Regions from separate parts of the Mus musculus genome. Here regions 1, 2 and 3 are each linked to region 4. Evidence: chromatin contacts called from public Hi-C and HiChIP or PLAC-seq data. All regions are on one chromosome and are shown on one strand. The core of a region is the stretch at or near the end of the contact, and the rest is flanking DNA. Distances in the headings are between cores, read along the strand shown.

The links. A called contact is a pair of places that touch in the nucleus more often than the background predicts. HiChIP or PLAC-seq counts read pairs in DNA pulled down with a chosen protein or histone mark.
Region 1: a contact with region 4 is called in a Hi-C map of liver, with 3 times the contacts expected there. The contact joins two enhancer-like sites. A contact is called at or near these places in 2 of 15 datasets of contacts at CTCF or cohesin (the NIH/3T3 cell line and large pre-B cells), 4 of 484 Hi-C or Micro-C datasets (3T3-L1-derived adipocytes, bone marrow-derived macrophages, embryonic fibroblasts and 1 more) and 8 of 115 datasets of contacts at active chromatin or transcription factors (DN3 thymocytes, bone marrow-derived dendritic cells, neural progenitor cells and 5 more).
Region 2: a FOXA1 HiChIP or PLAC-seq map of pancreatic cancer cells shows a contact between it and region 4. The contact joins two enhancer-like sites. A contact is called at or near these places in 3 of 484 Hi-C or Micro-C datasets (bone marrow-derived dendritic cells, bone marrow-derived macrophages and cerebral cortex) and 3 of 115 datasets of contacts at active chromatin or transcription factors (bone marrow-derived dendritic cells, embryonic stem cells and pancreatic cancer cells).
Region 3: a FOXA1 HiChIP or PLAC-seq map of pancreatic cancer cells shows a contact between it and region 4. The contact joins two enhancer-like sites. A contact is called at or near these places in 1 of 15 datasets of contacts at CTCF or cohesin (the NIH/3T3 cell line) and 6 of 115 datasets of contacts at active chromatin or transcription factors (bone marrow-derived dendritic cells, bone marrow-derived macrophages, embryonic basal ganglia and 3 more).

Annotation. Positions count from the first base shown.
Region 1 is chr12:79,353,003-79,356,191 of GRCm38.p6, reverse strand. The region is part of intron 7 of Rad51b (RAD51 paralog B); the gene reads right to left. Among named protein-coding and RNA genes, the nearest start is that of Rad51b, 57 kb to the right of the region's middle. Within about 2 kb of position 1,436, at least 56 of the 459 cell types and tissues checked have an H3K27ac peak or open chromatin away from gene starts, as enhancers often do. A contact at or near this core is called in liver, where this site is marked.
Region 2 is chr12:79,903,348-79,906,623 of GRCm38.p6, reverse strand. It overlaps Gm46361 (a long non-coding RNA gene), which reads right to left. Exons shown (of 2, transcript XR_001780641.1): 2 at 2,042-2,799. Among named protein-coding and RNA genes, the nearest start is that of Gm51985, 5.5 kb to the left of the region's middle. Within about 2 kb of position 1,608, at least 114 of the 459 cell types and tissues checked have an H3K27ac peak or open chromatin away from gene starts, as enhancers often do. A contact at or near this core is called in bone marrow-derived macrophages and pancreatic cancer cells, where this site is marked.
Region 3 is chr12:79,949,625-79,952,901 of GRCm38.p6, reverse strand. No RefSeq gene overlaps it. Among named protein-coding and RNA genes, the nearest start is that of 4933435C09Rik, 15 kb to the right of the region's middle. Within about 2 kb of position 1,976, at least 71 of the 459 cell types and tissues checked have an H3K27ac peak or open chromatin away from gene starts, as enhancers often do. A contact at or near this core is called in pancreatic cancer cells, where this site is marked.
Region 4 is chr12:79,641,023-79,644,164 of GRCm38.p6, reverse strand. The region is part of intron 7 of Rad51b (RAD51 paralog B); the gene reads right to left. Among named protein-coding and RNA genes, the nearest start is that of Gm36048, 160 kb to the left of the region's middle. Within about 2 kb of position 1,389, at least 74 of the 459 cell types and tissues checked have an H3K27ac peak or open chromatin away from gene starts, as enhancers often do. A contact at or near this core is called in bone marrow-derived macrophages, liver and pancreatic cancer cells, where this site is marked.

The DNA of each region.
Region 1 (3,189 bases), core at 187-2,686, 290 kb after region 4:
TGATTCCCATCATAGAACCAGAATGTGTTTATTTACTAACGGTTCATTTTTGATGGCTATTTTCTCACTGAAAGTTGCAAAATACATTATAAGAGTAAAGGAGGGCTGTCCCCAAGGAGAGGCACAAAAGGCAGCCAAAAGAAACAGCTCCCAGATGAGCAGTTCACCCAATCACTCAAACCTCCTCGGACTCTGCTGGGTCCCAAACTACAACACAACTGTGACCCTTCCTCTCCAATTATTCATTTCTTTAAAGTTGTATGAGAGACCACTATTAAACACACTTGAAAATTCTGTATGAATTATAACCAGTAGGTCCAATTACTTTATTAGATTTTTCTTCTCTTTAATACATTGAAAGAAGGGAAAAGCAAACAGCCCTTATATAGAAAGTAAAGATCCAAACAGCTTTCCACCCAAATGATGGACAACACATTGCCCTCTTTCATTCAAGGGCCAGTCCATTTGAAGCTTTACTCTGCCTTCCCAGCTTGCATCTGCATTACAGAATTCATGCAGATACTAAAGGAAACCAGGCTGAGGGACAAAGAAGCAACCCTATCCACTGTCCGTATGCAATCTCACTCAGAGCAGCAACATTCTATACGCTCTTCTCACCTGCCCTATTCTAGCAGACCCCTACCCAAAACCTGGCACTGGAGCAACCACATCACATTTACCCTGTTTTAAATGACAACCTCCTGTGTGAGATCATAAAAAGGATAAAGTCAGCAGACACGACGGACACCACCATCACCTCCATCGCCCTCAACCCTCACACACAGCCTGAGATGGTCTCGGGGTCACTGTAGTTCTGGATGCATGAACTGAGGGAGGAGCAGAAGATCAATGAGAGACCCTAAAAAGTCTCATAAGGTGCAGTGGATTAGCAGGCAGGGCAGCCGTGAGCAGAACTCAGTTTGCCTATCTTGCCCCATACAAAATCAAGTCAAAACACTCCCCTTAAAGAACCAAATTTGCCAAAGACGTTTAGACTTCATGTCTAGCAGCACACGGACTGCATGGGAGGGTGTCGGGTAATTTATAGTCCACCAATCTACTCAGGCCACCAGTGAACCACACAGCTGAAAAAGTTCACCACGTCCAAAGTCAAACTCTGCGGGGATCAGAAGGGTACTCCTGAGGGGCTGCACTCGGACCTCATTATAACTCCGTGTTATTTTAATACTATTCCTTGGATTTTGCCCCACACACAATTCCCAAGTCACAGAAAGACCATGAACAGTGTCCAGATGTATAAAATGCAAAAATACTTTCCTCCTACATGTGGACTCCAAGATAAACACCACAAGAAGCACGTGTGACTCAACTTGGAGCTCGTTCCAAATTAAATACTGCATCATGTGCACAGTGTATGGCTTAAAAAACAAAACCCCACGAATATCCTCCACGGTTCACAAGCCAGGCTTGGGCAAGCACATGACCACACTGGAAGATGGAAACATGAATTGGAGAGCCGGGGTAAAGGGTGAGAACAGCCTCAGTCGGGACCTTTCCCAGAAAACTGTTGCTATTTTCAGGGAACATTGGTATAACATGGGACACAGATGAAAGGGGAAATCATAGTTTTCTGTTTGGTTGGGGGTTTATCCCACATACACACACTGATGACCCTGAATTCTAAAACGGCAAAGAGTTTAAAAGCCCTAAGTAAGCAAGCACAAACATCATTAAATACAGATATGCATGCACTGACTGAGGTAATGAATACTTAAATGTCGGGGGCCAGACCAGCTAGAACGCTTTTGACCTGGACAATGGGTCTGAGTGGAGTAATGGAAACCTGGGGCAGACACGGGACACAGACCGTGGGAAAGGTCTCTACCTCACTGGTGTTGTGTTTCCCAGATGACAACTCTCTCTTTCTTAATCTATCTCTTTCCACTCCTCACACTTACGGTTTTATTAACATGTTTCCTTCATTTGACTGTAACTTGGCTTCAAGAAAGTTACAGTAAAAAAGTGAATGGCTGAATAAAGTGGGAATGTAAGAGATGATAGTTTGGCTAAGCCAGCATCTCCAGTGCTTTCTCCTGCAACTTAACATAAGCAAAAGTTCTAAAACGATTCAAGTTGGAATATATTTAACCAGCAAAACACCATGACTTTAAAAAATAAAAATAAAACATTTGATAAATGCAAAAGAATACACACACACACACACACACACACACACACACACTGTGTAGGTTACAAGGCATGGCTATGAAATGCGTGCCTATGAACCTGCCAACTACTCTTTTAATTAGCACTTTTTCTGTCTAGAAAGCTATTAATGTAACTCAGTGGCATGCCAGGACCCTAGAGATAATTCCCAGCAATAAGAAAGGAAGATGGGGGGTGGGTGGAATATCTCTAATCTGATAATTTGCTGTGGACTAAAATTTTACATCTCTCCCAAAATTCTCTGTTGAAACCCTAATCTACAGAGTGATGGTATCTGTCTATGAAGCTTTGACAGTGCCTGGCTAGATTAGGTCTTGAAGGTGTAAATAACCATGCTGGAGACAGACACACCAAAGCACAATCACCAAGAAGTGACCTTCACCAAGCAAACAACACTGTCAGACGCTGGTCTCACACATTCAGTGACTAGAACATGCTGACGTGAATGTTGCTGCTTTCTACACAGCTGCTGCACTCCAGTAGCCCCAGAAGACGAGACACAACGGGGGCAGTAGAAGCCATCTTCCCACCAGGCAGCTGCCCGGTTGTCATCAGTATTCTGAATTTATGCCTTTTTATTAAAAAATTTCACTTTTGCCATTTAAAAAAATTTTTTGGTTTTATCCACAGCTACTGAGATTTCTTTTAAGGAATTTAGTATTCCTCTTATATTGTCAGTCTTGTGTCTGATAAGGGATTTTACACGGCATCTGTACTACAGACACACAACTATTTTACCATTTCTAAAGCTTATTTCCCAGGGCAATGTGACCCGTATCACATGCAGGGTACAGACATGTACCTAAAATAGGCTTGCTGTCGTTTCTCCCATGCTCCCTGTTGTCTCTGCTTCACACTGGAAAGAGGATTCTAAAAGAGAAAGCCTTCACTTCAACATGGGTTTTAAGTAATTGCCTCTGTTGTCTCAGCAAGTCTAAGTCCCTAAAGACAAGGAACATGGCTGACTTGCTCTCAGCTCACAGCAACCGGCTGAGTATTAAG
Region 2 (3,276 bases), core at 359-2,858, 260 kb before region 4:
AGGCCTGAAATCCAGCCCTATCCTGGTATCTTGAGAAGGTGCTTTGTGGTGGTTGTGGTCGGCCGTGTGGGGAGACAGTGGGATTTCCACCCATTCTGAGGTTAAGGCTGCTGGGTGCTGACCGTGGGAAGCTGACAGACTCTGTGGCAGTAAGGGCTGAAAATACTTCCCCAACCCACACCACCCTCAAGCCTTTAGGAAAGGGAGCAGATCCCACTCGGCCTTGCAGGCCTGAGCTGCAACACCAGGCTCAGCAGGCTCTGTTACCAGAAAGTGCTAACAGGGGCAGCCCAGGCCTCTGTGAGAGACCTCCCTTGAAAGGATCCTGGCCAGTCCTCTGGCCAATACCCACTGAGAGGCAGAGAACAACCACGAAGGAAGAAATGAGAAGCCTGAAGGTTTATAGGGAGGCTATTTGGCCCTACCCAGCCTCTCTGTGGGCTCTCTCAGCCACTATCCATAGAGCTTGAGGTTTAAAGAATGCAGGGAAGAGAGAACAGGCCCCAAACTGATTAGGACCCAACTTTCCAAACAGACACAGGTCACCCTCTTCCTGCCCCAAACACCAGGCAGAGCAAATGCTATTAATAACTGCAGCCTCTCTCCAGGCCACGAGGGCTGAGCCTGCTCCTCCAACTCGGCCAGCTGTTCTGAAACAGGTTTGGGAAAGTAATCTTTGGCACGTAATGAAAAGGGTGTGTAAGGGAGGGGGGTGCCCAAGAGTTCTCTATCAGGGCCAATATTATTTTTAATTGCCGAGAATCAGCCTGTGGCCGTTACTCAAGGCTGCAGAGACCGGGTTTGCCAGGGATCGGAAACCAACTTCAAGAGGAGTTGAAAAGCTCATTCCAAAGACTGTTCATTACTGAGCTGTGGCTTCTTGTGGAAAATCAGGTTATGTCTTGACGTTTGTACAATCCATTCTCCATGCCACCTCTCTCCCCCCTGTATCCCGCCGAGAGAGTGAGCGAGCAGTGAATTTGAGTTATCTGGGAATTTTAGTGTCTGACCCCCCCCCACAACCTCCACCCCACCCAAAGCATGACCGATGGCCCATTTTTCAAGCCAAATCTTGCCCCATGTAGGCAGCTGTCATGGAACCACAGAAAGTACTTGAAGGAGCACAAGCAATGGCTGGTTCTAATCTGGAGGGGGAAGAATATGAATTAACAAGGCAGTTCCTTATGGAAGAATGTTTTCTTTTCTTCAGCCTCAGCCTGCATATTTTCACAACATGTGTACTCTGTTACCTTGTCACTTCCCTGTTTTCTTTGGGTAAATAACTGGGCTCTGGACTTCAGGAAGAAAGAAAGAAACCCAGCCCAGGAGTGTCACTAAGGCAGGCCTGGCTAGCTGAACTAGCAGGGAGGAAGGAGTCTGTGCTGAGGGCCAAGGCAGCTTGTGCAGACTCAGTCTGGCCGGCCTAGCAGGGGCTGTTCACTGATCTCTACAGGTACTGGTGTGGGAGTGAGAGACCCGGGCACTGAACTGCCCAGCTGGGCCCTGTGCTTGGCAGACCTCAAGGCTGCAGGAAGTAAACAACTCTCCTTAGCTGAGTCAACTGTGAAGGCCTCTCTGAACCCAGCAGAGTCAACAAGGCTCACAAAGGCTCTTCTGCCAACTCTGCCCTTCCACTGGCCAGTGAGGCAGCAGGGATGAGAGAGGCCACTCTTGTGGTTCCCAGCAGTGAACCAGGGAGGAACTGGCAGGAGCCAGGGCCTTCTGTGGAACATGGGATAGGCTCTTCCTCCAGATCGAGAAAGTGTTTGGATGTGTTGGTGATGGAGTCCCGTGCAGATGTCCAAAGGCTTCTGTTCTTGTCTTCCAGGGATGCTGGGCTTTTCACTTGAACATTCCCCTGTGGTGTCTGTCACCTACTCCAGAAGAGGTAGAAAATAAATAAATAAATAAATAAATAAATAACCACTGGGCCACTAACTGGATGTCTTTCAAAGTTGCACTATTAAAGAAGGCATGAGATGATCCGTTGTGGGTTCCTTTAATGAGTGAAGATCTTTTCATTATAGAGCAGCAATGACTCTTTTTGATTTTGATTACATTTTTATTTCTTCATCTGTGCACGTGTGGGCACACATATAGGCGGTGGTCAGGAGACAGCTTGCAGAAGTCAGTTCACTCCTTCCACCACTGGGTCCCAGTGAGTCAAAGTTGGGGTGGTCAGGCTTTGTGCAAACCCCTAATCCACCCAGCTACTTCACCAGCTGAGTAACAGCAACTCTTACTTACTCAGCTCTTCACCACTGATAGTCAGAGAAGAAAATCAGAATTAGAAATGATGGATGACTCACGCCTATAATTGCAACACTTGGGTGACTGAGGCAGGAGAATTATGACTTTCAATCCGACCTGGGGTACATAGCAAGGTCTTGTGTTCCCCCCGCAAAAAATTAAACAGAATATAGAACCAATAAAATAATACTATCTTATTGCTCTTGATATTATATAGCATGTAAAAGAAGTTAAGTTTGCCATGTGTCACAGCATGCTTGCAGGAGAAACTGAGGCATACCTATTCAGAGACTGAGACTCTCATAAAGTCCAACAGTGGGCTTGGGAAAGGAAGGGTTAACTGGCTGTTGTCTGGGTGGCTGCATACCTATGTTTCTTTTTTTTTTCCATCTGCTCAGGAGCCTTTGATTCCAACCTTGAAATTCCCTGTCTCACCTTGTAGATCACACAGCCCTCCAGCCTTCCTGGGACAGATCTTTGGAACTTTAAAGTTGAATTTTCGGTTGCAAAGGTCTGGTCCTCATCTGCTGAGCACCTCTTTATATATCCCTGGAGTGAGGCAAATGTCCACAGGAGGGGTCACTTTGATGCTCAGGATGATCAGGATGGTGACTTTGGAAGCCATGCCTATCCTAAATTGCAGACTGCAAGGGCTTGTGGAAAAAAAGGAGACAGAGAGACAGGGGGAAGCAGAGACACAGAGAGAGACATCAGAGAGAGTGAGAGACATAGAAAGACACAGAGATAGACAGTCAGACAGACAGAAAGAGATAGACCGAGAAAACAGGCAGACAGAAATAGAGAGAGACAGAGAACCAAAAGCTTTCTGGGAACTGGGGATGAAGATATTTATAGTTTAAAAGTCGATTCTTCATGTGCTTAAATTGTACAAAGCCAGCTTCAGAGAGTGTCTGTGGGGGGAGGATGGGAGGAGCTTCCATGATAATGAAGACCACAGCTAATGGGGCCTTGCTCCCTAGGCCAGGGGAAATGCTTTGCATGTACTTCTGATTTTGCAATCTTCAT
Region 3 (3,277 bases), core at 727-3,226, 310 kb before region 4:
AGAGAAAGGAGCTTCAGTTGAGGAAATGCCTCCATGAGATCCAACTGTAAGGCATTTTCTCAATTAAGGGGAAAATCAAGGGGGAAAGGCCCCTTGTGGGTGGAACCATCTCTGGGCTGGTAGTCTTGGAAAGACTAAGAAAGCAGGCTGAGCAAGCCAGGTGAGGCAAGCCAGTAAAGAACATCCCTCCATGGCCTCTGCATCAGCTCCTGCTTCCTGACCTGCTTGAGTTCCAGTCCTGACTTCCTTGGTGATGAACAGCAGTATGGAAGTATAAGCTGAATAAACCCTTTCCTCCCCAACTTGCTTCTTGGTCATGGTGTTTGTGCAGGAATAGAAACCCTGACTAAGACAGAGCCCTTGCCTAGCATGTGTGAGGACCTAGGTTAAGTTCCCAGCCCTGCAAAGAAAAAAAAGACTACTTACATTTATTCTTTTAATTTTAAATTGATATTTTTAAATTGAATGAAATTGAAATTGAAATTGAAATTTAATCACCAGATAATTAAAAGTAAATTAAATTAGAAGTAAAACCAGGAATATGTTTAGGAAAAATATCCAGATATTTTCAAGATAAGTGAAGAAAATGCAAGGATACTTTAGAATTTTTGTTTTGAACTGATGGAATTAATAAGATATAATTTGTGTGTGTGTGTGTGTGTGTGTGTGTGTGTGTGTGTCTGTGTCTGTGTCTGTGTATGAGACAGGGTCTCACTAGTAGCTCTGGCTGTTCTGAATCTCACTCTGTAGACCAGGTTGGCCTCTAACTCACCCACCTCTGCCTTCTGTGTGCCTCCATGCCCAGCGTAAGACATAATTTTAAACTATGAAACTCTCTGTTTTCACTTATTCACCATGTTGTACAGCAATCACCAGTGCCTAGAACATTCCCAGTACCTATGCCTATTAGCAGCAGGTAGTTCCTGCTTCTTCTTCCTACAATCCCCTAGAGATCATTACCCTACCACAGGCAGGTCAGCTTTGTCCTAAGCTCTGTCTGTGCTCTAGACCCATACATTCCCAAAATGTTCATTTTGTTTTGAGACAGGGTTCACTTTGTAGTCCTAACTGGCATGGGACTCACTATGGAGCCCACACTAGCCTTGAACTCACAGATCTGCCTGCCTCTGCGTCTCATCCAGACCCTTCCCCAAATGTTCATTTGCTGCAATAATTTACTGCACTGTCTGTAGTCCCCACCTCCCTGTGTCCTATGAATAAGGATGTGTAGGCAGCTCTGCCTGTCTGCGTTGCTGGTAACCACACTCGTGGGATTTTCCACCATCCGAGCTAAATATGTGTGTGCCGTTTTCTCCCGCTAATCTGTGCTGACAGTTCACTCCAGTGACCCTTGAGAGGGCAAAGGGCGAAGGGAATATGTTTTCCTTCTCCCCTACATTACTAAAACCTACTGGACCATATGCTTTAAAATAGTAAATTTTAATCACGTGAGTTACAACTCAACTTAAAAATATAAGGATCTGATAGAAGTGACTTTGTGTCCCACCCACATCTGGCCTGATTCAGGTTGACCTTCCTGCCAAGTTGAATCTCTTTTCTCAAGAGTCCACACTCAAGGACATCTGTCTGGTTCTCAGCATGGTTCCTGCAGGCTTCCTCCACGACCCGTGGCGGAGACTTGAGCTTTGTGTTTTAGCAGCCATGGTTATTTTCCTATGGTATTATTTCTTTACTGTCTATTGCTAACTTGCTCCATAACCAGGCTCGGTTAAAAGGATAAAGGATGATGGAAAAGTGCTTTGCAACTTCCAGAAAGCATTTCCAGACTCGATTGATCTTGATCTGGCCGTACAATGACAGTCTCTAAGGCTCAGGTCCCCAAAATAGAGTCTCGCTTAGAACAACTAAGTTGTGTGTTTGAACAGGTTATGGAGAGATGGCCTCTTACCCACAGCCTACAAGGACATTACGAAGGGCCATAGGCTTTTAATGAGTAACTTCCAATGAAAGGCTTCGATTAGTCTGTGTTGTACACAATTACCTCAGTTATTAGTCATGGGGAGGATCCAGGGGTTACGTGGCTTGGCCTCATGTGCTCCCCACTTTTATCATGCTGTCTGCGAATCCATTTTCTCCAGCAGGGATGTGTGGACATTCCTCTCTTTGGAGTCAGGGTCTGAGTCACATGACTGCCTTTTGCCAGCTGTGCTGTGATCAGAACTGAGTTCCCTGGTCCTCCTGCCCTTCCTTCTTTCCTCCTTCCCTTCCTTCTTTCCTCCCTTCTTTTTTTTTTTTTACCTCTTCCTTTTCTTCTTCTTTCTATCTCAGCTTCCCCTCACCCCAGCCCAATTTTGGTAAAATATAAATAACTTAAAATAGATGATTTGGGGCTGTGTGTGTGCACATATGTATATATGGTATATGAATGATACATGTATGTATTATGTATGTATGTGTATGACGTATGTATTGCGTGTATGTGTATGATGTATCCATGTATGTATGATGAATGCATGTATGTGGACAGGGAACAACCTTGGGTGCTGTTTCTCAGGAGCCATCGCCCTGCTTGAGAAGTCTTACTGGTGTGGAACTCATCGGTAGCCTAGGCTAGGGAGCCCTAGGGATTTCCCTGCTTCTCTCTTCTAGGAGCTGATATTACAAGCACAAGCCACTGAGCCTGACTTTTTTAACTTGAGTTTTGGGGGTCTGATCTCAGGTCTTCACGCTTACATTAGCAGTGCTTTACCAAATGAGCCATCTCCTTGGCCTGTATTCCAGCCAATTTAAAACATGCAATTCTGTGGCCTTAAGTACATTCACACCTATTTGTAACCAACACCACCATCTGTCTCCAAAACTTTTTCATCTTGAAAAACATGAAACTCTGTTCCCACAAACCGATGATTTTCTCCCAACACGTAGCAGCCACAATTATACTTCCTATTTATGAATTTAATTAAGATACATACCTCTTATAAGAGGAGCCACATGACATCGGTGCTTTTCTCCCTCTCTCTCCACAACTGCAATCAAAGGGTCACATATCCCCTAGGCAAGTAAGTGCTCTACCACAGGACTCTATAATACATATTATATCACATGCACTATGTATATTATATAGTACTATCATACTATTGAAGCATACGCATGTGAATATATGTGTACTTTCCCCCACCCCCTTTTCACTTCTGCTAAATTGTCCAGGCTAGCTTTGAACTTGAGATTGTCCTGCCTCAGTCTCTTGAGCAGGTCTAGAGACCTGTGCTGCCAGGCCTGGCCTGCTTGCTTTTCTTGACAGCAAGGAGTCATGTGG
Region 4 (3,142 bases), core at 140-2,639:
AGTGATGCCTATGAACTGCAACAATGATCAGCATGGTATGATATACCTAAAGGTGTAACAGTGGCAACCAACAGATGCCTAATTGGACTTAAGTCCTGCTCAACAGGAGGGAAATCATGTCTAGCACAGGAAATCTACTTAACTTCATAGGACTAGTGAGGTCATAGATCTTAGAAGGGAACCCACCCTTACCCATTTACTGGACCAGCATAATTTCAAACTGTGTTCTAAATATATATTCTTTAAATGCAGATAAGTCAATCTCTTACTTCTTGTCAAAAAAAAAAAATCCTATCTCTTTGAAGCAGACAGAGACCATCACAGAAAATCACAACCAGTCAAATTATAGAGAATAACTGATCATGGGATGCCTGGCACCAGTGGATATGTCAATAACACAGCTCTTTCACATAAGGTTAAGGAACATTGCAGAAGAGAGGGCAGAAAGAATGTAAGAGCCAGAGGACCAGGAAGTCTGCAGGGAGATCATGTCTCTTGGAAATGACAGGGAAGCTATATCCAGGATACTGAAGTAACACGGATACCTGATCAAGACCCAAACAATGGCAAGAGTAACAGAGAAAAGGGAAATATCATGGGGCACCAACTCCTAGACAAAGAACTACAGGCAACTAATGACTGCTGAGAGAAGAATTAGTCTTCCCCAGGGATGAACTAATTAATTGTGTAATAGCAAGTGGTCAGACTTTAAATAATACACATACAAGCAACACTGAACACACACAGCAATTTAAACATATATACGTATATACATATATGTGTGTGTGTATAGAATACAATATATAAATATAAACACAATGACAATCAAAGAAAAGGAGGCCATGAGTTTGAGAGGGGGTAAAATGGGGAGGGAGGAGAACAGAAGAGGGGTTGGAGAGAGGAAAGGGAAGGGGAGAAATGAGTTAATTATATCTTAATTATAATTTTAAAGACAACATGGGAAGTGATAGAGGAAGACACTGGGCATTAACCTCTGGCTTCCACATATCCACAAAATCATATAATATCCACGCACATTAGAGAGGAGATGATTCTAAAACAAGATGTTTAAGAATAAAACAAACTTTCAATAGGAAGGCAAGGAATGAGCCAACAGTTAGTAGGCTACTCAGTAGACTGAAAAGGTTGAGTTTGCAGGCTGGGGAGGAACCATGCACTGGTAGGTGTGGGCAAGGGAAAGGACACAGATTCTTGGATTCTTCTTCTGTCCTGGCCACTAACCACGCTACTAATGCTTTCACTTCTGCTAAACTGTGATGACAAGAGTTTCCGAAGAAAAAGCTGCTACATAAGCGCAGACAGACAGACAGACAGCGAGCCGGTTAAGTGTGCTGCAATTACACACAGAATTGGGATCTGTAATAGGAGTTCATGACAGGGGCCAATTCCATGTGGACATTTGTCTTTCCAGTTTTACTTGGACCTGTAGAGAGTAGCTCACTCAGGGTCTACTGAGCCATTTGAATTTGTTCTTGTTTTCCTACTTTAAGTGGTATTTGTATTTTTCAGACCACTTACTATATATACAGTAGCAATGCAAAATAATAAAAGATTGATTCTTGATATGTTTGGAAATCAAGAAGTATTATATTAGTGCCTTTGCTTCCTGTTGGGCACCTGGCCTTATGGGGAAAACTCAGCTGGGTGGGGACAACAGAGGCAGAGGTTTGTCCTTGGTTTTTTAATTCATTCATATCAAAATGCCAGTGGTGGGTTACAGCTGTTTTCTTTTATGGCATTCCACCACTCCTTTAAAGAAAAGTCCCAGAGAACCTGTAAGTACTGACTGTCCATTTCCACTTAGCTGATGTCTCATGGAATTCCAAATCCTGGTGTGGGGAGCAAGCCCTGCAGTTGACTTCCTGGAAGGGCTTCCCACTGAGAAGAGATGTCATGCTTCTTTCTCCCTCCCCAACACCCCTTCCTGTGGACTCCTGCCCTCCGGTGGGCGGGCGGCAGGCAGGACCACAGTGAAATCACTAAATCGGCCTGTTGGGCTAGTGAATCCGGGTGAGTGAGTGAGTCAATTCTCTTTAACTCTGTGGTCTCAACTTCTTGTTAGCTTATTGCAAAATTAAAGGGCACATGGAGAGCAGAACCATCAATCAGTAACCAGCAGAGGAACGAGCTCTTTGTGGAATGCACTAAAAACAGGAAAGATGAAGAAAAAAAAAAATGAAAAGGAACCTTATGAAATGATCATTTCTTAGGAGAACAGAGAGAAAATTCCCCTGCGCACATGCAGCATTATTTAGGAAAAGTCTTATTGAAGGTTTCCTATCTCACCAGGGGAGCAAGCACAGGAATGCAAACAAAATCCCTCAAATGAGCTGCCCTTTATTAGAGCTATTTGTGTGTGTGTGTGTGTGTTTTGCTGTATTCCACAGGCATAGTAGATATGGGCCAAGGGGCTGGGACAGTGACTCAGCAGACCCAAGACCAGGGGAAGGGAAAGAGAAGCCATTATTGTTTATTATCAGACAAACAAACAACAATCACTGGTTTCTACAGGCTCTGCTCAAAGCTGACCTTCCCCCCAGCACATCTTAATTCAGAGCTAAAGTTTTTGAGGCCATGCCTTTTTTAGAATACCTAGCAAATACTATTTGATGAGGACAAACCCTGAAAAGGCTGGAGAAGAAAACTAATATTTACAGAGTGCCAATCACCATGCGCAGTGTCTTGTTTAAATAACCCTCTTAAGGGACTCAGGGTATAGCTCAGAGAAAAAGTGCATGCCTGGGACACACAGGCCCTGGTGTAAACCATGACATTGCAATAAATAAATAACTTTCTATAATAGCCATCACAGCTCTGTGATGTAGATGACATTATCTCCCTATTTTATAGATTAAAAAAAATACTGAGCAACTGGGTTGAAGAAATAGCTCAATCAGTAAATTAAGATCTAATTCAACCTTCACATCCACATAAAAAGCCCCATGTGATGGTGCCCACTTGTAATCCCAGCCCCCGGGGAAGTAGAGATCCACAGGCCCCTAAGGTTTGCTGGCCAGCCAATTTAGCCTAATTGATAAGCCATAGGTCCCAGCAAGAGACTCTGTCTCAAAACACAAGATGGGCATCTCCTAAGGAAAGACACTCAAGTTTGGATTGACCT